3 separate regions of the Mus musculus genome follow, and all the other regions are linked to region 2. The links are chromatin contacts, called in public Hi-C and HiChIP or PLAC-seq maps. All regions are on one chromosome and are shown on one strand. Each heading gives the region's core, a stretch centred on a gene start, on an enhancer-like site or on the middle of the called end of the contact. The rest is flanking DNA. Distances are from core to core; before and after follow the strand shown. Region 1 has its middle 58 kb from the start of Mdm1. Region 2 overlaps Rap1b (RAS related protein 1b). Region 3 has its middle 20 kb from the start of Mdm1.

The links. A called contact is a pair of places that touch in the nucleus more often than the background predicts. HiChIP or PLAC-seq counts read pairs in DNA pulled down with a chosen protein or histone mark.
Region 1: a contact with region 2 is called in an H3K4me3 HiChIP or PLAC-seq map of bone marrow-derived macrophages, with 4 times the contacts expected there. The contact joins two enhancer-like sites. A contact is called at or near these places in 3 of 484 Hi-C or Micro-C datasets (bone marrow-derived DN3 thymocytes, bone marrow-derived macrophages and regulatory T cells), 2 of 115 datasets of contacts at active chromatin or transcription factors (bone marrow-derived macrophages and large pre-B cells) and 2 of 9 other capture datasets (adipose tissue and liver).
Region 3: a contact with region 2 is called in a Hi-C map of bone marrow-derived macrophages, with 25 read pairs. The contact joins two enhancer-like sites. A contact is called at or near these places in 11 of 484 Hi-C or Micro-C datasets (B cells, CD8 T cells, Th17 cells and 7 more), 6 of 115 datasets of contacts at active chromatin or transcription factors (bone marrow-derived dendritic cells, bone marrow-derived macrophages, cardiomyocytes and 3 more) and 3 of 9 other capture datasets (adipose tissue, liver and pancreatic islet).

The regions. Positions count from the first base shown.
Region 1 is chr10:118,081,814-118,085,205 of GRCm38.p6, forward strand. No RefSeq gene overlaps it. Among named protein-coding and RNA genes, the nearest start is that of Mdm1, 58 kb to the right of the region's middle. Within about 2 kb of position 2,033, at least 112 of the 459 cell types and tissues checked have an H3K27ac peak or open chromatin away from gene starts, as enhancers often do. A contact at or near this core is called in bone marrow-derived macrophages, where this site is marked.
Region 2 is chr10:117,816,490-117,819,923 of GRCm38.p6, forward strand. It overlaps Rap1b (RAS related protein 1b), which reads right to left. Exons shown (of 8, transcript NM_024457.2): 6 at 1,977-2,120; 7 at 855-971. The coding sequence ends at 885. Among named protein-coding and RNA genes, the nearest start is that of Nup107, 26 kb to the left of the region's middle. Within about 2 kb of position 2,107, at least 28 of the 459 cell types and tissues checked have an H3K27ac peak or open chromatin away from gene starts, as enhancers often do. A contact at or near this core is called in bone marrow-derived macrophages, where this site is marked.
Region 3 is chr10:118,120,055-118,123,409 of GRCm38.p6, forward strand. No RefSeq gene overlaps it. Among named protein-coding and RNA genes, the nearest start is that of Mdm1, 20 kb to the right of the region's middle. Within about 2 kb of position 1,442, at least 117 of the 459 cell types and tissues checked have an H3K27ac peak or open chromatin away from gene starts, as enhancers often do. A contact at or near this core is called in bone marrow-derived macrophages, where this site is marked.

The DNA.
Region 1 (3,392 bases), core at 783-3,282, 270 kb after region 2:
GGCCTGATTGCCATTTCACACAGCACTGCCTTCAACCAAGGAGTTAATTGCATAGCCAAGAAGTATAGCAATAATGAAGGATGTCGTTTGCTTGAGAGCCGGCAGACAGGCTTATACTCAAACCAGCCCTGGTTTATAGTTCAGGAACACCAGCCTAGGAATTGTGCCACCCACAGTGGGCTGGGGCCTTCTATGTCAATTAACAATCAAGATACTCCCCCACAAACACGCCCACCAGCCAATCTGAGACAGGTAATTCCTCAGTGTAGCCTCCCTCTCAGATGGGTCTTGGACCATGTGAGGTTGAGAGTTAAAACTAAGGGGGACTCATTTACATAGACCTGTTACAATGCATCTGACTAACTGTGATAGCTTTACAGCAGATTCGCTTTTTAAATAGAGAATATAAGTAATTTTACTGTGAGCGATGTACTGCCTATGTATGAAGGTAGGCACATTTCAATTTGAAAAAAATTTAAAAGAAAAGTCCAGGTTTTAAAATATAATTAATAATAAATCTTAATAGTAAGATGACCATTAAAATTAGTATAATGCATTATAGAATGTTAAATTAATTTTGGGGGGCAAAAGAGCTGAAAATTACTTGTCATGTGACTGATTTAGACTGGGGCTGAAGAGTCCTTTCTGGACTTAATTTCTATCTCTTATTTCTCTCGGGAGTCCCAAGGATGCTGTGTCATCATGTTGTGAATGAAGTCTTTCATCTTTCCACTGAGTCATGTTTTACTGGATTCGTTTTACCTTTGGAATGAGTTACCTTCTTACCGTTTTGGCCCATGCAAGAACGCAAGGTGCCATGCTAGAGGATCGCCTCCTTCGCTTTGCTTGTTATCAGTGACACCCCGTGACCTCTCCTTTTGAGTCTACTCTGTCTCCTCTCTGCTGGACCACTAGCATCTCACCTCTGCTCTTCAGCATCCTCGTTAAAAAGCCATCTCTGTGGCTGGAGTGAGAGAGTCTCCTAAGCCAAACTGTCCAGCTTGCAATTTGGACGAAGACCTAGCCAACTCTCCTCCAGACTCCCAGTCAATCCCAATGATGCTCTACAGTCGACTCTAAGTCTCTCAGGCTGAGCCAACACGCACAAGACTCTATATGCAGAGATTCACAGAGCCTACAGAATATAAACACGCACACACAGAGCATTAAGAAAGGATGAGATTTAAGATATTTCTAAACCCAACCCAGAAGGAAGCTGCTATTTTGAGGTCCATCAAGGAACACCTCATGACATACAACTATAAAGTACTTTATAGACCTGGTTTATGAAATTTGACTTACAGAAACTAGTTGCATCACCATGACCTACTGGGCCTCCCATGACCCAGTCCCCACCTTCTTCAGAAGCCTCGGATGACCTCTCCCCATCGTGAACTTCATGCCTCATAACAGAAAACCACATCCTGTCCCTGTGTACAGTGTGCCCCTCCCTGTGACCCTGGTAGAACAGTTTCCTCTTTAACATGGCTCTGTTTGGCTACAGCTTGATACTCAACTCTGGGCTTAAGGAATTCCATGTTGAGCTAAATGTGTGTCTTCTGAGGTCCAGATACCAAAGCATTAACTACTTTACCTGTGGGAAAAAAGTTTGAGTGACCCTGTTATGATGGTGGTGGTGGAGGTGATTGCTTAGCTACTGTAGAAGAGGCAGGTAGGGCTGAGGGAGCTGAGGAACCCGTTGGATCTTTCTGCAGTAGGGGATGGGCTGGGGTGTGAATTCAGACAGCTCGCTAATGTCGGGCGGTGGTGACGCACGCTTTTAATTCCAGCACTTGGGAGGCAGGGGCAGGCGGATTTCTGAGTTCGAGGCCAGCCTGGTCTACAAAGTGAGTTCCAGGACAGCCAGGGCTATACAGAGAAACCCTGTCTCGAAAAAACGAACGAACCAACCAACCAACCAAAAAAAAAAACCCCAAAACAACAGAAAAAACGAACGAACCAACCAAAAAAACCCAGACAGCTCGCTCCTAAGGCTGCACCTGTACATCTGACAGCAGCATGAGAGCTGGCGACGGGCCCCTTGGCAAGTGCTCACTGATGGAAACTCAGTGTGTGCTCACCGCATCTCACCCTGTTAGCATTATGGAAGTTGAACATGATACAGCAAAGAGAATCATTCTGACATTACATTTTACCTCTGGCAAAGCCGGTGACAGAAAGATGGGAGTGCTGAGGGATGACCAGCTAACTTACCAGATTAACATCAGCTTCCTTGTTCTCTCAGACATGTTCTCCTCGTATGGACAACCCTTGGTGTTAGCCTGGGTAGAGGGAAAACAACCTGGTGTTTGATGGCAGCTCTCTGTCTTGTCACCCATCCTTCCATTCGGAGCCCAGTGGGAGTCTCTTGTTGAAAGTGAATGTGGAGTGTTTTCTATCTCAAAGATACTTCCATGTACAAGAAGTACTTTAAGTTTGCAAGCCGTGTTAGCGGTTCGGATAAAGCACCCTACGAGCCGACCGCTGCCTCTTCTCGTCTGGAAGCCGTTTTTCAGAGCCACAGATAAATCTGTGATCGTTTCTGTGCTGTGGAATATTGCTAGGTGACTTGGGAATAACTGAAGTGTCTTCAGGTGGGTCCCTGAATTAGTATTTTTTAATTTAAAAAGTTCAAATGTATTATTTTTGTTATGGTCTGTTGAAGATCAGAAGTCCCCACGGACTGATTACGCTTTTGAATTATAAATGAGAAGTGAGGGGTCGTGTTCTCCATAAGCCTTTTCTCTGCTTCTTCATTAAAATTCTCAGATGAAAGAAAACATTGAAAGCAGAATATTGGCTTATAAATAATGATAATAATAATAATAATAATAAAGATGGTAACTTCCACATATACACTTTATGACGTTGTTAATAGAGTCTATTTTGCATTAGATCAAATAATCCATTGTTTAGAATAAAGACCTGTGTAACTTTCTTTCTCATTTTTTCTTTTTTTGTTTTTGTTTTTTTGTTTTTTTCAAGACAGGGTTTCTCTGTGTAGCCTTGGCTGTCCTGGAACTCACTCTGTAGACCAGGCTAGCCTCGAACTCAGAACTCCGTCTGCCTCTGCCTCCTAAGTGCTGGAATGAAAGGCATGAAGCCATCACTGCCCGGCCCTGTGTAACTTTCTGTCCCAGACTAAACCAACACTGGGAATAATTGCAAGGGCCTTGATGTTTGCTTGGTTGTTTATGATGAGCTGTGTCGCTGGGAATCATTCATTTAATCCCCTCCCCCCCAGTTACAACTCTTTCATCTTAAAGGGACAGGCTTACCAGTTCCCATCTTTCTCCTGGGTGAGGTTTAGAGGGTAACCCCCTCCATGTCACCCCCGTCTTACTGAACCCAGGGTGACCTGCTTTAACTATTTCCTCTGAAGTCAGTGGTCT
Region 2 (3,434 bases), core at 857-3,356:
TAACAGACAAATAGCAGTATTAACAACTTGAAAAAAAAAATCTTCGTTTCCTTTGTATTTTAAGTTTTTTTTGGAGACAGGGTCTCTGTGAAGGCCTGGCTGTCCTGGAACTCTGCCTCCCTCGTGCTGGGGTTAAAGCTGTGCACAGCCGATGTTGCCGCTGCCACCACCAGGTGCCCTGCCCTTCGTCTCCCTTTGGTTCTCCTCCTACCCAGCTGAGTGAGGACCCTTCTTCCTCCAGCACTGCCTTCTTGCACCTCACAGCTCAGCACTTCAGACTCTGACAGACTTGCCCTATGCTCCGATTTAATGGCAGTTGGTGCCGTCGTCTGCCTCTTCAGAACCTACTGCAGCACAGCACTGGGCATGGACTCAGAAGCTGGGCAATCTGCTGAAACCCTGGCTCTGCCTGGGTCACCAACTGCAGGGCTTGGCACTGTTTATCATCCTGATCCTAGAGTTAAGCAGAGAGCCTAGTTTGTGCCTGGCCGTCGCAACTGTAAAGCAGGGATACTGAGTTCCTGCCTTGAAGGCTTGTCCTCCTGAGTGAGCAGAGATCACAAGCCCTTGTCGGCACACCATGCACATCTTACAACAGCTTGTCTCCCTCTTCTATTGTGTCTCAATTATCTAAATATAACTAAGAGGGAAGAGAAGGTTGGCTCTGATCAGAAGCTTTCAGGGTCCCCAGGATAGAAGTATGTGCTGAACAACCAAGTTCACTCCTGCGAAGCCCCTCACTTCTGATGAATATGTAAATGAACATGTAATCTGAGTCCCCAGGATTTCCACACCAAGTCCTGATATCTATCTGTAAGGATTAAACATCATTTAGTGAGGTGAATGCAACGTACCTGGCTCAGAGCTACAATGCATTCAGTACATTAAAGCAGCTGACACGATGACTTTTTGCGGGCCTTCCCAGGCACTGGAGTTTTTCTGTTAATTTGCCGCACTAGGTCATAAAAGATCTGCAAACATATTTTATTATTATTATTATAATTACTATTATTATTATTACCACCACCACTTGTTTTTTTAAAGAGGGAAAACAAACTCAAAAAACCCAAAAATGAAAAAGAGAAACAAAAACTCCTGGCAATTTCCACAGCTGTAAAGGAATCTCCACGTTTTCTTTTGCAGAAGGAGTGTAAAGCCAGTGTTCTTATAAGTACCAGGTTTTGTTTTGTTTTCTGAGAAAATTAAAACCATTTCTATTAAAGTAAGAGTTGAAGAATTCTACTTAATGCAGTTAGCTCTCCTACAACAAAGAAGCCCTTTACTGTCTCAGACGGCTTGGCTTTGCGCGTCTTTTGTGCCTTGCTATCTATGGGGCGTCACCTACTTCAAGGACCACACTATCTTTCTGAGTTTTAGCCTTTATATAAACTCTCAAATACTCAATGAAATTAATGGTTTTTAAAACTGGCCTTCTGCCTAACTTTCCCTTAAACCAACATATTGTTACTCATATGCATGCATATGCCAGACAAGTTTTTTTTTTTTTTTTGGCCTATAAGAGCATATATTAACTTAGAGTTCTTTGTAATACTTTTCTTTAAAAATTAATTAATTAATTTTTGGAGACAAGGTTTTTCAGTATAGCCCCAGCTATTTGGAATTTGCTTGGTAGGCCAGGCTGGCCTCCAACTCAGAGATCCACCCACTTCAGCCTTCTGAATGTTGGTATTTAAGGCATGTGCCACTACCATCTGGCAAAAAATTATTATTTTTATGTGTGTGTTTGGGTCATGCATGAGTTTATGTGCACAGTGAGCATGCAGGCTCCCAGCGACATCAGAAGAGGGTGCTTGGGTTCCAGATGGTCATGAGTCACCATGTCAGTCCTGGGAACTAACCCCGGGTTCTCAGAAGAGTAAGTAAGCGCCTCGGGGCTCAGCCACCTCCCCGCCTCTCCATTAATTTAAGATGCTGCACTGAGCCTAAGAAGCTATTCTAAGTACACATGCACATACCTCATTAACATTTATTTTGGACTTTGCAGAGGATTCTAAGAATGCACAGTTGTTCCACTGTCTTGCTAGGTTCTGACCTTGTTCCTTTCCTACAACTCTTTCATCTTCCAAGTCGCATTTATTGCCAACCAGAATCATTGGAACCTGCGAAGACAGTCATGAGGGAAAAAGACAATTATACAATACGACCAAGCTATAAGGTGCTTACAACAGAGGGGAGATTCATACCACAGCGGACCCAATCACAGTAATCAAAAAACCTTTTTAATAGGAAGTACAAAGGGTGTTACCATGAAAAGCTGGCAGATTTCAACACTTCAAAATGTTTAAGGGTGTGAACCAACTTCACGTTTGTTTGGTTCCTGACACACGGTTACTGAATTACACAATACAAAAAGGGGAAATTAAGAAGGTCCCTAAAGCAGAAATTTCAGCTTCTCACGTCCTAAGTGTAACCTCTCATTTCACAGTCTATGACAAAATAAATCAACTTAGTACAAATAAATACTTATTAATGGCCTCTCAAGTTGGGCTAGATCTAATGTTTGTAATTTTAAAAGAGTAGTACGGGGAAAGTAATGCAAACCACTAGTGGCCATTAACATTTTAAAAGATACTTTTTAAATAAACAATAATGCAATTGCAGAAAAACAAAAACTTGCAGATTCTCAGTTACAGAAGTGCAGAAAGGGGCTGGAGAAATGGCTCAGTGGTTAAGAGCACTGGTTACTGCTCTTCCAGAGCTTCTGAGTTCAATTCCCAGCAGCCACATAGCAGCTCACAACCGCCCTATAATAGGATCTGATGTCCTCTTCTGAAATGCAGGTATACATGTAGAGAGAGCACTCAGACACATAAAAACATTAAAAAAAAATCTTTAAAAGAAACAGAAGTGCAGAAAATGACAGCATCCACCATAAAGGCACTTAGCTCTTTCAATATTAGTTCACTTAACTCTATGATTGGTTCGTTCTTTCTTTCTTTTCTGTCTGTCTGCCTGTCTCTTTCTTTCTGTTTTTGTTTGTTTGTTTTTTATTTTGTTTTGTTTTGAGCTAAGAGTCTCACTTATAGCTCTGGCTGTCCAGGAACCTGCTAGGAATAAGTGCACACCCAACCGCCCAGCGCTACAATGGTCATTAAAGTGTGGCATTCACATCCGCAGCAGCATCACCAACAAACCTGTCAAAAAGGCAAATTCTCAAGCCCTACACTAGCCTCGTGAGTCAAAGGTTCTGTAGCAATTCCTACTGAAATTTTGATATAAGATCACACAAACTTAAGAACCTATGCCACAGGTAATGAGGAATTAAAGCCACCGTTGTGAAATCTATAGATTTTAGAGTCCATTACACTTCACTCTGCAGGGACACCTAAATTTAATGTTTTAGAACTGAACATATTGGTTGTTTGTCTTTACCATTATGTTCCTTTCCAATACAGAGACATATTTAGGCATAT
Region 3 (3,355 bases), core at 192-2,691, 300 kb after region 2:
GCGTTGAACCTGGAAGTCCTACTTCTGTGATCTCACACTGGGCTCCCATCACCCACCCCTCTTCATGGTGGGCTTTGGGACAGCTTCTAACACTACCTCCCTGAAGGGCTTTACCAATGAAAGAGTTATGCTTAGTGAAGTGTAGTAGCGCACACTTATAATTCTAGCACTCTGAAGGGTCACCCAGAGTTCTGGGCTAGCTTGGGCTACAAAGTGTGGGGCCTGTCTCAAATCAAAAAAATAAAAACAATAACTAGGGCATGGTGGTGCACACCAGTAATCCCAACGCTCTGGAGATAGAGGCTGGAGAATCATTATGCTCAATATTACCCTCTGTCATTCTCAGCTAATTGAGATCTTGAGAGAGAGAGAGAGACAGAGACAGAGAGAGACAGAGAGAGACAGAAACAGAGAGATAGACAGACAGACACACACAGAGAGACACAGAAAGAGACAGAGACACAGAGACACACACAGAGAGACAGAGACACACAGAGACAGAGGCAGACAGACAGACAGACAGACACACACACACACACACACACACATGGGGGTGGGGGAGAGGGAGGAAGACTAGGACCTTATATGTTTAACCTGAAATGAGCTGGATAAATACCAGCTCAATTTAGGTCTTATTAGAATGTTCTGGAAGCCCTGTTGCCTTATAGTTGACACCTTCCGTGAATGGGAAGCTAATGGATTCTTTCATAAATCGAGGGTGATAGACATAGAAATGAGACTGACTCATGCTTGTCTTACCATCTTTTGTTTTGCTATTCCAGGTGAGATAGATTTCAGTGAACCAGATGGACCCATTGAGAGAGGTAACAGCCACCGATTAGCTCACTCCCTAGGGAAGAAGCAGGTGACAGGATTTAGGTAGGAAAAAGAGCCCGAGAACAAAAGGTGGTGTCATTACTTGGAACCACGGTGCTGTTTGGGTTCCATCAGCTCCAGTTTCCCAGGCAGGTCCCTCATGAGGATAATTCTGCCCACTTCACTTCCTTAAGAGGTTCTGAGCTCTACATGGGGGCAGCTCTGTATGTTGGTTGCTTTCTGAGACTTGTTCAATCCCCCTGAGCTACGCCCGCTCTGTAAAATCCGAGAGTAGAAACACAGTTGTGCCGTACGGTAATTTAATGAAAGGCTACACTTCAGGAGACGAAATGTTGCTGGGTCCCTTTGTGTCTGTGTTGGTTGTGTAACAAAGGAAGATGACTCACACGCAGTTCGGTCCTCTGGGACCAGCCAGAGTCTTGATTACATCTTGGTTCCTGCCTGTCTTGTGGAGCAAACACTTGGACAGTCAAAGACCCAGGAGGACGGCAATGATTACCTTTAACAATTCCTGGTCCCTGGGTTGAACTTGACTATTGGTTTTTATGACAGAGACCACACCAGTGTCAGACCAGAGGTAGACAGCGTCTTTCCGATTTCTCTAAGATAAATAAAAGATAGGATTCCGCCTCAGCGTGGGAAAGCCGTTCCAAAGAAATCAGGCAGGGATGGTTATCTTGACGGCAGCCATCGAAAGGAAATGGTTGCTGTGTTGCTAATCCCCAGGACTGAGAGAAAAGAAATACGCGAAGCTTTCAGAGTGTTAAACAAACAAACACGCCATCCCTGTACCATGGCCAGTCCGGGTGTCCATTACGACGTAAATGATTGATAGTAATATTTCACAAGGTTCATGATGCTGCGTGTATCAAGTTCCTAGGCTTAAACATCAGGTACACTCTGTTCTGGAGAGCTAGCCAGTCCAGGTTTAGAGTATGACGTAAATGATTGGTAGCGGTATTTGATGAGGTTCATTATGGGATGTATAAATCAAGCTGACACATCAGCTTCACTCTATTCTGGAAAGCTGCAAAGTCAAAGCTACGTGATAAGAAAGCGCCAGAGAGGGACCATCTGTTGGCTATTAGCGCGTTTCTTTTGAACGTACTGTACAAGCTGCGCGCAGGTACAGAGAGTGCATTTGCAGAGATTAAAAACCATGGTTACACTAGCGCACACCTGTCTCTGGGGAGCCTCTTTTGTAATGCGCGTCTGTTTCCTGTGGCTGTTGGGCTTACCCTGACATCTGCCTGCAGAGTGTGTGTGCCGTTTTGAGTCTCTTCTGGGGCGATGGAGACTGTAGGGTCTGTTGAGGCAGTATAAATGCTAGAGGCCGGTCTAGAATGTGCGAGTCAGCTCCAACATCCCTTCACAGGGAGATGTTGTAGCATGATACATAGTTGCCTCCTGTTTAAAGCATCCTGTTTGCCTTTCAAAATCAAGTCTCCAGCCTTCCACCCATATGGAATCTATCCGAACCTACAAAAACATTCAAATACCGATGACTCAGGAATAATATTTTTAAAGTAACAATGTTTCTTAATTTCTCCCTTCATTTTAAGAGAATCCCTACAGTTAGCAAAGATAACCATTGTTCAAGACTTTGAAACTAGGGTTTCCAGGCCTCCATGAAGCAAGAAGCAAGCAAGGCAGACTCCCAGAGGGCTGGTCTTCCCCTGGGCACGGTTTTCTAAGATAGGGAGTCTCTGCTTTCCCATCTTGCCTAGCAAAAGTCAGGAGATACTAATTCCTACTTGGGTGACAGGAAAATGACAGAGCTGTGTGACTCACTGACAGGGCCTATAGTCTCTGTTTCACAGGCAGGAGGTGACGAGTGTGAGGAGTCCAGCCTTTGGGCTGTAACCTTGGGTTCCAAAATGGGCAGCTCAGGCAGCAATGCAGGAGTTAGATCCCCACATTTGCTACCGATGAGTGAGGACTCGGGGTTCAGGTAGGTGTGGACGGGCTGCCACTTGGTGGTGGGGGGGGTGACATCTGACTCAATAAGGACATTGGTTACCATGGAGACTGATTTGTACATATTCCAAACTGTTCCTGATGAGCAATGAAGCAATGAGGATATGAACACTGCAGAGTGAGACACATCTCACGCGTGCCTTCTCGGGCAGGATGGTTGCCAATTCGAAGGGTTACTAATCTCATCGCAGCCTGGCTGGCTCAGAGTAATCCCAATGACTTCATTTACAAGCTGGGGACAAGGGTGTGTGTGGGTGATTTGTTTAGCATCGGAGATATACAGGAAGGACAAATTGCATCTTAATGCAATCTCTGTCTTAGGGTTTCTCTGCTGTGACCAAGGCAACTCTTATAAGGACAACATTTAATTGGGGCAGCTTATAGGTTCAGAGGTTCAATCCTATTATCAAAGTGGGAGCATGGCAGCATCCAGGCAGGCATGGTGAAGTTCTACATCTTCGTCTGAAGGCTGCTAGTGGAAGACTGACTTCCAGGCAGCTAGGATGAGGGTCTTAAAACCCCTCAGTGACTTTGACACATC